Regions from separate parts of the Pan troglodytes genome. Here region 1 is linked to region 2. The links are chromatin contacts, called in public Hi-C maps. All regions are on one chromosome and are shown on one strand. Each heading gives the region's core, a stretch centred on a gene start, on an enhancer-like site or on the middle of the called end of the contact. The rest is flanking DNA. Distances are from core to core; before and after follow the strand shown. Region 1 overlaps FNDC3A (fibronectin type III domain containing 3A). Region 2 holds the start of FNDC3A (fibronectin type III domain containing 3A).

The links. A called contact is a pair of places that touch in the nucleus more often than the background predicts.
Region 1: a Hi-C map of induced pluripotent stem cells shows a contact between it and region 2, with 1.9 times the contacts expected there. The contact joins the enhancer-like site here to the promoter of FNDC3A in region 2. A contact is called at or near these places in 2 of 7 Hi-C or Micro-C datasets (induced pluripotent stem cells and stem cell-derived neural progenitor cells) and 1 of 1 datasets of contacts at active chromatin or transcription factors (stem cell-derived excitatory neurons).

What each region holds. Positions count from the first base shown.
Region 1 is chr14:54,710,810-54,717,743 of NHGRI_mPanTro3-v2.0_pri, reverse strand. It overlaps FNDC3A (fibronectin type III domain containing 3A), which reads right to left. Exons shown (of 26, transcript XM_063792541.1): 4 at 2,885-2,961. Among named protein-coding and RNA genes, the nearest start is that of MLNR, 100 kb to the left of the region's middle. Within about 2 kb of position 4,508, at least 5 of the 24 cell types and tissues checked have an H3K27ac peak or open chromatin away from gene starts, as enhancers often do. A contact at or near this core is called in induced pluripotent stem cells and stem cell-derived neural progenitor cells, where this site is marked.
Region 2 is chr14:54,569,655-54,576,988 of NHGRI_mPanTro3-v2.0_pri, reverse strand. It overlaps FNDC3A (fibronectin type III domain containing 3A), which reads right to left and starts at 1,871. Exons shown (of 26, transcript XM_063792541.1): 1 at 1,818-1,871.

The sequences.
Region 1 (6,934 bases), core at 3,259-5,758, 140 kb before region 2:
TAGATGCAATTTTTTTTTTCAAATATTTTCAATCTGTGGTTGGTTGAATCCATAGATTTGGAACCTAAGGATATGAAGGGCTAACAGTACATAATTATATTAGGTGTTATGTATTATAACCAAGAAGTGGTTCAATAACATGATCTAGGTAGGCCCTCAAGGATGGGTAGAATTTTAAAAGGCAGAAATGGAGAAATGAATAACATTCCTTAGATAACAGCATTAAGGAAACACCAAGTAAGCATGTGAGAAATGTTTGGCTACAAAAATGGACATAATTGAAAGTATCAAGAAAATGGTGCAAAGGCAAACCAGGACAGAACCGTGTAAAGCCTTAAATGTCAAGAAATCTAGACTTCATTGAGTGGACAAGCCGGCTACAGGCTCCTTATGACCAAAGAAATGCTATAGGAAGATTATCTCTGTGGCTTTTGGTCTAAAGATACAGAACCTCAACTCGGATGATTATCTAATTTACAAATATTTACTGAGCCCCTACTATATGACAGGCTATATACTTGGCATTGAGGATATAAAGATAAGTAAGAGTCTTATATGATCTAGACTTCTTACTTCTTACCTCATTCCCTACTATTCTCCCTTGATGAATCAGTCCAATCATACTGACCTCCTTGCTGTTCCCAGGCATGCTGTCATCTTAGGCCACTTGCACTGGCCATTTCTGTCCAGAATCCTCTTTTCTCAGATAGATGCATAGCTAACCCCCACCTGTCCTTCAAGACTTGGCTCAAATCTTACCTGCCCATGAGGCCTCTTCCGACCACTCTTGTAAAATATAACCAGCTCTAACACATTATAGAATTTTTTTTTTTTTTTTTTTGAGACGGAGTCTCACTCTGTCTCCCAGGCTGGAGTGCAATGGTGCGATCTTGGCTCACTGCAACCTCCGCCTCCCAGGTTCAAGCGATTCTCCTGCTTTAGCCTCCCTAGTAGCTGGGATTGCAGGCACCTGCTACCATGACCAGCTAATTTTTGTATTTTTTGTAGAGACAGGGTTTCACCAGGCTGGTCTCGAACTCCTGACCTCAGGTAATCCACCCGCCTTGGCCTCCCAAAGAGCTGGGATTACAGGCGTGAGCCACCATGCCCAGCAAACATTATAGAGTTTATCCACTTTTTATTTGCCTCTTCCCATAAGAATATAAACCACAGAGCGGCATGAGTCTTTGCCTCTTTCAGTCATGGACATATTCCAAGCACTCAAGAGTGCCTGACATATATAAACACTCAATACATATTTGTGGAACACTGTTGAACATAGGAACTGTAAGAATTCATAATCTCAGGAAAGAGAATTACACATTTCATAAGTTTATGAAAAGAGGAATATATATATTAATAATATGCCACGAAAGCCCAAAGGGAGAAGCACCTGGAAAGGCTCAGGGAAAACTGCTTTCAGAGCTCACGATGAAGTGAAATGAAAAGGATAGGAGTTTGCCACAAAAAATAAAACGAAAAGGTACTGTAAGATGAGAGAACAGCAGATAACCCAAGTGCACTGAAAGAACTTGTCTTAATCATCTTTTTATCACTAGCTCCCAATACAGAGCTCAGTACGTGGTGCCACTCAATAAATCATGAACTGAACTATGCTAGAGAACAGTCTTCATGTAAGAGAAGGAAGATCTGAGAAGGTGCAACAAAGAAGTAGAAAAAAAAAATCAGGGCAGCATGATGTCAAGGAAATCTGCAGTAAATCTTATCAGTGGTATCAAATTTTTAGAGGTCAAAGAGGACCAGGCTGGAAAGCAGGACTTTGGATTTGGTACACAGCGGAAAGCTGTTTTAGTAGAGTAACATAGACAGAATGCAGACTATATTAAGGAGTCAGTGTGCTAAACAAAAGTAGAGATAGTTAGTAGAGACTACTCTGAAAAGCTTACAAGGTAATTTCAGTACGTGATCTCATCTCATAATGAAGGCACTGAGACTGAAGGAAGTTGATTTGCCCAAGACCATGCAGCCAGCAAAGGTTTGAAATAAGATATGGATTCAGCTTTTCTGACTCTAAATCTCATTCCATTCTCTCCTTCCCAGCACGCTCTTCTTTTGCTGTCGTTCATGTGATGGTGTGCTTCACAGAGTGTGCAGAAAATCCACCCCAATATCCCACCACCAATATTCTGGCATAATCAGGGAGGAAGTAACAGAGGGCCTGAAGAAAAACTTCAAGTGTAAATTCAATGCTAGGGAGAGAAAATGATTATTTCCCAAAATAGATTGAGGCAAAGAGTGCAGACCATACGAAATCTCAGTAGTGGAAGATATTGAACACCTGCAGATTTTACAGTTTAATTCAGTTTGCCTGTGTTCATAAATTACTATACTTAAGGTCAGAGCTTCCCAGTCATTATGCATAAAAGGTTACAGGTGTATGGAGATACTGATTTTTTTTTTCCTCCCCCCCCCCGTCCCTCAGGGTTGCTAAACTCTTTTCTATTGAACACAATATGCCATGCAATTATCAACAGTGTCTGAGATTCATTGTATGAATAAAGTTGGAAGCATTGTCTTGGGTTACATCTAAGCAAATTTCTAAATTTAAAAATGTCAGTGTAGGCACCTTTACAACCTAAAATATTATTTTTATTTAGTCATATATTTAGGGAGATAAAACTCTAGAATGAATTTTCTTTTGTGACTTAATACCCAAAGACAAGGACAAATGATGAGTGCTGCCAATAAAAATTTTTCTTCCTTTCCAAATGTACTAAAATACTTGAAAGAGATTTATGATAGATACACAACACTTGGTAAGCCTCAGTAATTAAATGGTTTTTGTTAATCAAAATCAAAGTCAAAGAGAATAACATTATCACTATTATATAAATATGAAAAGAAAAATAGCATAAAAACATACCTGTGGGGCATATCCAGGAGGCACATAGATAGGAGGCACAGAACCATTTGGGGACATCATTGGAACCTGAGCAGGACCTGAATGGGTCACAGAAATGATGTATTAACCCATGATTGCTTATCGGGCTAAAGTTGAAAACAATTTGAATTACATTTTGAATACTTCATCTAAACACTCAAGCCAACAGTAACTACATTTTTATAAAAAGAAATTCAGATGATTGACTTGTTATAAAAATTTATCTTGTAAAGTGCACAAATTACCCTTTACCTACATTTGTGTTTTTTAAAGTTGCTGGGGTAGGGGTGGTGCGGGGGGGGAGGTTGGAGGGCTTTTTAAAACATATTAACAGGCTCTCCTAGAGATTCTTAGTCAATGGGGTCTTGAATCATTATATTCACTTTACAAATATCCCAGGTGACTCTTATAATAGTGTAAGTTTAGAAACACTGACCTAGAGAAAAATCAAACTAAACTCTGCATATAAAATCAATGAAAAATACAAAAGGCAAAATTTTCAAAAGTAACAGGGACAAAATAAAAAAGCAAGAGTGAAAAGCAGCAAGAGGAAGAATAGTTAGAAATTTGGAACTTGCTTTGTTAGGGTTAAAATACTTGTGTAATGTGTGACTCATGTCTATGGGGGCTTAAGAACAAAGAGAAATGCCACACGTGTACTTACCCAAAGGAAAAAAAAAATTTTTTTTTTGTTTCTCACACTAAAAAGTTCTAAAAAAGAAAATTCAGCTTCTCTCACTCTACACTTCCTTTCACTTTTATAGTGTTAGGTTTTCCAATTAACTTTTATAACTATTATCTCTAGTTTACCTTCTCTTTTAACGTTTCTGGGAACAAAAGAAGCATTTGGAGAAGGTGTGTTTTGTTCTTTCTAGGAACTAAAATCTTAGTTGCTTTATGTAACTTTTAAAAAAGTCTCTTACCCCCCTTCCGTTCCTTTCTTCCTGTAACTTTACACTGCAGTGTCCCCTCATGCCCACCAGTTTTTTATAACCTGAAATGAAACCTTTTCAAAGAAATTACTTATTTCTAAGGGAATAAGAACAAAGGTCTGATGAGGAATGTAAAGGGGGAAGGATCTCTTTTATATGCAGAATTATAATCAACCATTATATAATGGCTCTCAGCTATAAAAGAAATAAAGGAGGAAAAGCTCAAATGTAGGGTAGAAAACAAGTAACTCTTAATATTATACATACTTCAGAAAATCAGAATAAAGGGCATGGAGGTCACAACAAATCCGGATTACAGCCATTCTGCCCTTTCTAGGGAAGGCAAGGGGTGAGGACAGAACCACACAGTGGTGATGAAATTAGGGCTAGGGAGATGAGAGAGCTAGGGAAGAGAAAAGAGAATACAAAAGAAAGGGGGTGTAAGAGGGAAAATACTAAACGGGTGACGGAAAATACTAAACAGGGGTAAGGAAAGTGGGGAAAGTGGAGGAAAAAAGGGGGAAGCAAGCAAGGAGAGGAGAAAGGCAAGAGGGGAGAGAAGGAGAGAGGCGAGAGGTAAGAGAAGAAAAGGGAGGGATAAGAAAGGGGACAAGAGGCAGTAAAGGAGAGTGAAGAGAAGACAAGAAGGGAGGGAGAGGAGAAAACAGAAGGGTAAGGGGGAGGAGGAACGATGTGGAGAAATAGGAGAAAGGGGGAGGGGAGAGAAAGGACAGAAGAGGTGGGGAGGGGAAGAGAAAGTAGGGATAAGACTGAAGTGGTTGAGAGAAAGTAAGAAGTGTTTGTGTAGAACACTAAATTACACTATATAATATCTGGCTGTGAAAAGAACTTTTCAATAAGATACTCTTCCCATCCAAAACAAGACCACCACCAAATACATGAAGTTGTCCAGAATATTATTTTAATTATATATAGCTAATACTAACTTACTATGTGCCAGGCCTTTTACATATTTTTTCTCCTCATAATCATTCTATCAGGTAAATATTATCATCATCATCATCATCATCTCCATTTTCTAGATGTGGAAACTGAGGCACAGAGAGATTAAGCTCCCCAAGTGGTAGAAGTGGGATTCAAAACCAGGTAGTTTTATTTCTAAGGACATATCCTTACCACATTTTTAGTAAACATTAAAATACTGTGCAGTATTGGCAACTGATATAATTTGAGGCTTAAGAACAATGCTCCAAAGCCTCTAAGGAAAATTAAGGCCTTTGTTGTCTTTACATACTTAAAAACATGAGAGAAAGAATAAAATTTTCTTAAGTTTAAGCAAACATTACCTATTAATTTACTGAATAAAACTTGTGAGCTGCTTTATACCTCTAGGCAGAAAAGCTTCATGCAAAACTCACCGTTTAGCTCCTATATTCTAGACTCAAGAGAAATGAGAACTGTTTTAAACTAATGCTGGTTTACTTCCATTAGCTAATTTATATAAAACTACAGTAAACTAACTTCCTGAATCCTTACAGGTGGCTTAGGTATTACTTACAATATGTGAAATTCAGCTGAGAACTTGACAGAGAATTCACTGAAAATCATATTTTATAATCTTAATAAAGGCCATTAGCATTGCACTTTTACTGTGGGTCCTTTTATATGCTGTCAAATTTAATCCTTACATCAAGTCATCAGAATAGGTTTTTCTTTTGCCATCAGAATAATAAGTTATTGCTAATTACATTTAAAATAGTAAAATCACACAATTGCTTCAAGTGGCCCTCCTTTTACCAGAAATACGAATATATATGTAGTTACAATTCAAACCATTTTATACTTTGATAGCCGCTAAAATAGTTTATAATTTGGTAATACAAGATTCTACTTTGTTTTTTAATTATATCTAAGTGTGATGCTGAAAAGAGAAATGTAAGCTAAAATAAACCAGTAGTAAATATATTACTAGATGTAGTCCAGGAAAAAGACTGATTAACTTACTTCTTTACGAAGTAATCCTTTCACTCTAGCAAAAAAAAATTTTTTTATCCTGAGGCAGAAATTGTATATGGTTAGATTTTTTTTTTTTTTTTTGAGATGGAGTTTTACTCTGTTGCCCAGGCTGGAGTGCAGTGGCGCTATCTCAGCTCAATGCAACCTCTTCCTCCTGGGTTCAAGCGATTCTTCTGCTTCAGCCTCCCGAGTAGCTGGGATTACATGCATGTGCCACCATGCCCGGCTAATTTTTGTATTTTTAGTAGAGACGGGGTTTCATCATGTTGGCCAGGCTGGTCTTGAACTCCTAACCTCAGGTGATCCACCTGCCTCGGGCTCCCAAAGTGCTAGGATTACAGGTGTGAGCCACCATGCCCAGCCAGATTTTTTTTAAAAAAGACAATTTATCGGTACCATATTTAATGCCTAAAATATTGCTGTGAAGTAACATTCAACACTGAATGCAAACCCCTATTGTATAAACATAATAAATACAAGTATCGATGTTTAGAACTACAACGTTTACAGCATGTCATGTCTGTTGTTACTCCTGTGTCTATAGTAGCGAAACCTTAAAGCCTTGCATATTTAATGATGTAAATGTTTGATTAGCTCCTTAGTTCCAACAATACTTTTTAATTTAGAAAGTAACAGAAAATTAACTACAAACTGACTTAAATTTGTATGCAATGAGGGAGATTTTGTCCCAAGGAAGAAACTCAGATCCTATTGTCAAATGTATGCCTGGCACAAGAGTAGCAATACCTGACAACAACTGTGCATACACTTAGCAGCTCCTTTATAATCTATGTGATTTGAGCATGATTTACCCCAATCATGGAGCTATTAAGGATACATTTCCTATTTCAAAAACCTGCAGAAGAGTAAACAATTCTAACCAATTGTCTTAAGAAATTTGAGAAGCTCCCCACCCCTGCTTCTTAAAAAGTGCCATCACTGACTTAAAGAAGATATTTCAACTAGTATAACTTAAATTCTTCTTTATCTTTCCTTGTTAATATACATTCATATTTAAGAGGTTTTTTTTAAATAAAATTACAAATTTGTCCAGGAGTTTTAATTCTTAAAATGCAACGTGCTGCTGCTGTGCTACATATTCTCTATAAGCCAGCGTTCACAA
Region 2 (7,334 bases), core at 622-3,121:
AATGATTATACCGCAAAAAGAAAAAAAAAAATCTCATCAGCCTGCGACTCTTATTTAATAGATGGTCAGACACAAAGGTGTCCAAAGGAACTTACGTAAAATCTCACAAAAGAAAATCTCGAATTCACAATCTCTAGCACCCCCAGCAAATCATCGCATTCCACCCTCTAAAATATCCCAAGGCTTGTAACGCTAACAGTTGAATAAAAGAACAATTAACGACCACATCCATTAAAACAGTCCCTCTTCTGCTCGCAATCTGACAGCGAAATTATCTGTTCATTTTCCTTTACCTAACACATGACGTCGTTTCCAAAGCCGTGTCAAAAGTTCGAAGATCCAGGTTGTTAAAACCGGGCGAGGACTGCAGCCTCGAGTCCACCTCCCGACTGAACAGGTGGTTAACTCGCCCGGGGAGAGGAACTGCCAGGTACTGGAAGCAGCCACGCAGGATCAAACAGAGGGCGGGTTTTCGAGGTTTTAACCCCAAGATGAGCGGGGAAAACTCTCTTCAGAAAAGCGTTCAAGTTCGGCGGCTGCCGGGCGGCCAAAGCCGAAGGCGCCGCGGGTGCTGGGCGATCCTCTCAGGAGGATTCCGCCCCCGCCCCCGCCCCCGCCCCCGCCCCAGAGCCCTCCGGAGCTACGCGGCTCGCCGCGGGGAGGAGGCGAGGGACAGAGAAGGGCCGCCCGCGCACCAGCGCCACCTCCCTCGGGCTAGATGCTGCCTCCTTTTGGGCTGGATGGCGCCCCCGGCCGCGCCCCCGCAAGCGTGTCCTGGCTAGGCTCGGCCCCGGCAGGTGCCCGACTAGTAGACCGGTCCTGTCCCCGGCCCCACTGCCCCTCTGCACCTCTGCCCACAGCGCGCCCACAGAAGGGGGTGGTCCGGGCCCCTCCACGGGGCCGAGCCCTGGAGAGTGCCCCGGCCCTCAGTCCCAGCCTAACGGTTTCCGCGGCGCCTCCTCCGGGGCGGGACGGGGTTGGGACGGCTCGGTGTCCCCCGCCTTTCGCGGAGGGAGTGCCCGCGCTCTCACCTCCGAGTCACGCCGTTCTGAGGCAGAAGGCGGCTCCTCTGGCGCCTCTTCTTAGGGTTCCTGATCGTTGTCTCTCTACCTCAGCTGCAGAGTCAGCTCTCAGGGCCGCTGCGGCCGCCGGCGCGCTGACTGTTGGGGTTGTTTCCTGGCAGTGACGCCGCCGCCTCAGCCCCGCTCTTCGCTCCCTCTCCGCGTAGCTCCCGCTTTCTGTTTCACCCGAGGGACCACGAACGCCGCCGCCGCCATGCTTACTACGGAGCCGGGAGGAGGAGCCCGAAGTCGGCGCGCCGAGTGCGGCTGCGCGGGCCCCGCCGACGGAGCCCGCGGCCGGGACCCCGAACCCCCGCCTCGAGCCCGCCGCGCCGGGGCTCTCTCACCGGAACGCGAGTCCCCGCGGGGCCACCGGCGCGTGGCGGCTGAGCGGCCGCGTTCGGCTCCCAGAGCGCCCACACCCTCTCGGGCTTCCGGCTTTCTCCCGAGGCCCGGCTGCGCCTGGCTCGTGGTAGCATCCGCTGTGGCCAGGCTCGGAGCTACACTCAGGAAAAGTGGAGTTAATGGAGGTTCCTAGAGACACTCACACAATTCTCAATCCACGTTTCAAAAGGCTCCCCTGAGACGCACCCTGTCGGCCCCTTTCCGAAAGCACGCGAACTTAAGGCTGGCAGGTGCTTTAAAAGACACTCCTCCCAAGGACTAGGAAGCCTCTGAAATGGGCTTGGAAGTTTCTAATCCCAAAGACTTCGAACCCAGGATCTGGATAGCAAGCAAAAATATTTAGATATTTACTCAGTTGAAAACGTGGGGGGTGGCTTCGTGGTCTCTTCGCCAGCCAAATCGCGTGGAAAACCACGACCTCAATTTTTACAACAGCACGAAGACTTACAAGTGAGCGCAGCAGCGACTTCCTGGAACCTCAAGCAATGTGGGACGCTGCAATAATGCCTGAGGGCTTTTGACTTACAGTTGCCACCGGAGACCTGGGGAGGGGGTAGTACTTGGGCCGGTGAGTCCAACCTCAGGAACTGTCCTTTCAAAAATGGTGATGGATGTAACAAGTTGCATGTCTGGGCTTTATTTCAGTGTATTAATTGTGCGATCTTTTAAAATAGCTATATTTTTAAAACTGTTTTACAGAAATCTCTTTAAAATGTGATTGTTCTCTATATTCTTAAAGAATACAATGGCTAATTAAATCCTTTGTTGATAACTGACTCTCAAACCGATATCTTGGCCATACGTTTAAGTCCCAGAGGATTGCTGCGGTGTATAGAATCCCTACTTTGGTGCTCTCTTTTTTTCCCTCTTTGGAATGTTCTCATCACCTCTTCTAAAATCTTTCACTGCTTTTCATCTCATCTGCCTCTGCCCACTCTGATCCTTCCTCTTATTCTTTCTGCTTTACTGTTTATTTTTCATTCTTCTCTCCTTCCTCGGCTGGTTTTCTCTGCGGCTCCAGGTGAAGATTGATGGGATGTTTATATCCACAGCCAGCTAATGAGAGGTTTCTTTTCTTCTGGTTGTAAATAGGGCAGTGGTATCTTGAGATATTTTCATTGCTCTTCACTAGTTCTTCACTAGAACTTCACAGAAGTTCTTTCCCTGTGAGAGATGTTTCCTTTTCTTAACTTTTGGATTTGACCCTCTTCCAGACAGCTGGCAAGTTGATCTTGGAATAATTGAAGTATAACTGTATATTGTTTCAAAGTATGAGGATTTTATCAGAGTGTGGGCGAATGGGGTGGCTTCCCCATCTTACTGCCCAACTATGCTTGGTCTGAGACTAAGATAGTGGTTTCCAAACTTACCGCTAAGCTAATACTTTCCTACTCTGCTTCCTACTCAGGAGCTTTTTGAAAATACAGAATCCTGCAATCTACCCCCTCAAGATTCTGATTCCTTTGTTCAGGGAGAGGCCAAGACATGGCACTTTTAAAAACTATATTTAAAAAAATATGTTTGGGACATGCCTACATGTAAAGGCAGAGTAAAGAAGATCAGCTGTTTTTGAAGGAGATTAACACATAATTTAAGAATGTTATTGAAGACCTAGAGATTGTAGTCAATAATATGCAATGCAGTAAGGTGAAGTAAAGTGAAGACCAAGGAATTTATGGCCTTTGGAGAGAAGAAAACCCACACATAGATGACCCTAGCATGTGCACCAGTATGAGTTCTCTGGGAACAGAGAGAGGGTCAAGAAATTATGTTGGCTTTGAACAAGTTCTCTTCTCAATGCTTCACTTTTTTTTATCAATAAAATGGGAGCCATTTTCAATCCTCATCTTTCTTGGCCTCTCAACAATACTCAACACTTTGACCACTATTCTTTCTTAAACATTTCTTCTTCCTTTGGCACTGCATTTTCTTGGTTTTCCTCCTTACTTTCCTAGGCACTGCTTCTCTGATTCCTTTGCATATTCCTGCTCGTCTCCCTAACTATTAAATATAACAGTACCTTAAAATTCAGTTTTAGATTCTTTTCTGTTTTCATTGTAATCTCTTGGCCTAAGCAGCATCACCCACGCCAGTGGCTTTAGTTATCATCTATATGCCAGTGATCTCCACATATATGCCTCCAGCCCAGACCTTTCCTCTAAATTCCAAATCTGATCCACTAGTCAAAGTTTGACCCTTCCTCTAAATTCCAAGCTTCACTGACATGGCCACTTAATATCTCAAAGTTGCAAAGTTTAGTCCAACTGAGTTCATGAACACTTGTTTTCCTTATCCCCCATCTCTCTAGTTATTCAAATCAAATATCTAGTAGTCAGTAACCGCTGATGTCTCCCTCACCTCCATTCTTCCATTCTCCATATTTGTTGCAGCACTAACTCCTGGCAATTTTATTTCTAAAATCTAATTGGTCTACTTCTTTCCAATCACTACCAATCTAATTCGATCTCACTGTATACAATCTGGGATCCTCCAATCAGTCTCCATTTTGCAGCCAAAATTATCCTCTAAGAAAGCAAATGAGACTATATCACTACTCCAAAAAACTCCTTAAACAGTTTCTCATTGCTTTAGGATAAGTCTAGAATTCTTAAGGCAGCCTAAAAGACCATTCGAGGTCTGGCCTTACCTGCCTTTTCCAGCCTCATCTCACACCATTTTCACCTTGTTTCCTGGGCAGAATTCCTGGTCTTCTTTTAGTTTCTCAAAAATGCTGTGATCCCAACAGCCAAAGGCTCTATGTACATGCCATTCTCTCCTTTAGTTATCCTATCTCTTACTCATCCTTCAGGTCTCAGCTTGAAAGCGACATCCTTGGGAAAAATATTTCTGACCTCCCAGATACATTCAAGATACCTTGTTATGTCAGCTCTCCTACCACCATATACCCTCCCCTCTTATGACTTACCACAGCTTGTAACTACATTTTGGTATGTGTAACTACTAGGTTAATATCTGTTGCTCCCCACATTAGGATAAAGACCATGTCTATTTGGGCCTGCACAGTGCCTGGCACATAGAAGCTACCCAATAAATATTTCTTGAATGATTATTGTCCTATGAGTTTATTTCTGGGATTCTAGAAGGTTGTTAGATCGGGAAATTAGATCACTGATCATTTTCAAGAGAGCAATCTTCTGTATGACTAGTGGGAAGAAATGCAGAAATGTGCTGGAAGACAATTCTCTGTGGGACTCTAGTATTTCTGCATGTCTTGTGAGCAGAGGCACTAACAGCTTTTGTTTTAGACTATATTTTCAAGGATTTTTTTTTTTTTTGGTCAAACTGCCTTGGAAAATATACATAGTGTCCCCTGCCCTGCTCCCCCTCCCCGCCAAGAGCAGGGGCACATTTGTTTACCATCCAATATAGTGAAGATAATGTCTTTGGAGGTAAAGGTCAAGCAGGTTTTCTTGCAGCCTATGATAAAAAGATTGGGGATTTCCTAAGCTTAGAGTTTCTCAGCTGTGAGGCAAACCCACTGCAGGTGCATCACTCACCTGAACCACACCATGTAGCTCCAGGTAAGACCTGGGGGCAAGGGAACTGACTGAACATGACACTGGCGCTGCTTGCTGTGCCATGAGGAATACAGCCCTTTGACTGCAAAGCCCCACGTCTTCTGCCAGCTTCCATGAAACTATAGCAGGTTAAGTGATTAGCTTGCAAGGAGGATGAAATCTCAGACCTTTCATAGTTCTTGACAAAGCACAGTGGGTTAAAGAGAAAGACGAAGATGAAGAAGTCAAACAGCAAGTGGAGACTATTTAGAAAGTTTGGAAAAAAAAAGTTTGGTGATGAAGAGGAGAGATGGGACAGCAGATTGAGGTGGGAGGGGTGTGCTGACTGAATTCTCTGAACAATATTGGTGGCCTTAACTCTGAACAGATCCCAACAGAACACTATTGCTGTTGTTCCTCTCTTTGGTTAGGGAACAGGTGCAAATCTGAAAGAGGAGAAGGAGATGGAAGTGGTTGACCTGGAGGTACACCAGTTAAAGCAGCCAGAGCTTTTTTTTTTTTTTAATCTCTGAGAAGGGGTGTAGTATAATGTGGAGCAGGAAAGACAGGCTTTGGAGTCAGGTAGATCTGGGCTTCAGTCGCAGCTCTATTACTAACTGATTGATTGATCGATCTTAGGCTTGTTATCCGAGCTTTCTGGCTTCAGTTCCTCAACTATAAACTAAGGATAAAATACCTACTTTGCAGGATTAAATTTCATAATGTATGAAGATGCCTGGTATATGCTTGATGCTCAATAAATAAATGTGAGCTACATGATTAGGATGTCCTGGCTAATTGTGATTTGGTGAGGTTGGGAAAATCCAGAACCTTCCTCCACATTTCCAAGGATTCTTGGAAAGGAACTTGGCCAGGGTGCACACTTGCTCTGATCCTGTTCCTGTTTCCATCCCACTCTGTGCTTTCCTATGGATGGAACAGCTCCTTCCCTAAAAGCAAAGGAAACAAGACACAGAATAGGAAGCGACTTCACATTTAATGTTGGCCATTCCCACCATAGGGAATTTCTCAGTAGCCATCATTCTTTTCGGACCACAACCTGCCACTATATTGCTGTGGTCCCTCACCCTAACAAGAACCTTCTCTACATTTTTCTGAATTTCTGGGACTCCTAAAGCCACCTCTCTTTAAAACCACCAGGGGTGGGCCAAGCGCAGTGGCTCATACCTGTAATCCCAGCACTTTGGGAGGGCAAGGTGGGCAGATCATGAGGTCAGGAGTTTGAGACCAGCCTGACCAACATGGAGTAACTCTGTCTCTACTGAAAATACAAAAATTAGCCAGGCGTGGTGGCGCATGCCTGTAATGCCAGCTACTTGGGAGGCTAAGGCAGGAGAATCATTTGAACCTGGGAGACGGAGGTTGTGGTGTGCCGAGATCATGCCATTGCACTCCAGCCTGGGCAACAAGAGCGAAACTTCATCTTAAAAAAAAAAAAAAGAAGAAGAAGAAAAAACACACCAGGGCGGCAATTCCCAAATTCTTGTTAATTTATTCTTACTCAAAGCAATTTGGCTGTTTGTTTTCTGTCCTCACTTTTATACAGAATAGCCTTGGAACCTTACCTTTATTTCAGAACTAAGATGTTTCATTAAAGTATTTTCCTAAACTAAAGAGTAACTGTCCTTGAGAAGTAGTTCTTAAACTTTGGCATGAATAAAAATCACCTGTGGCACTTGTTTAAGCTTTAGTGGTTCTACTACATACTCCCTTCTCACCCCAAGATTTGGATTCAAGAATCTGCATTTTATAAACACTCCAAGAGACTCTGATGAGGGTAGTCCATGGGTCATACTTTGAGCATCTTAGAGCAACCAGCTCAAACAAGAGTCAACTTTCACAAATAAGAATGTTTTTCCTCTCTGTAACATAGAGTTAAACTAGAGTTGGCTCAAGTGTTCAGGAAAACTGGTCATCTATGGTCCATGTCATTTATATTATTTATTCTCTATAGAGAAGGCAATTAGGAAAGACCAAGGAATTCCCTAATCACAAAATGATAATCCTAATAGTCCAAATTTGTCAATGTTAATGATATGGTTTCAAAGCAATGCCACTGGGGACAGTTACTTCCAAAGGGAAAAGACTTATCTGGTTACTGGCCAGGACTTCTTGAATAGCTTCCGGATCTGAAGGGGCTATACAATAATAGACAGATTATAAGGATTTTCTCTAGGTTGAAAAAATAAAGTTTCTATATTTGTCTTTTGGACTGTCAACAGCTCTTTGATGTTTTTTTTACCACTTTAGGATGCTTTGATAATAGCCCTGGGGTTGAACACACCACGATCATTATCCAGCATAACCAGATGACATTTGAATCAATTTT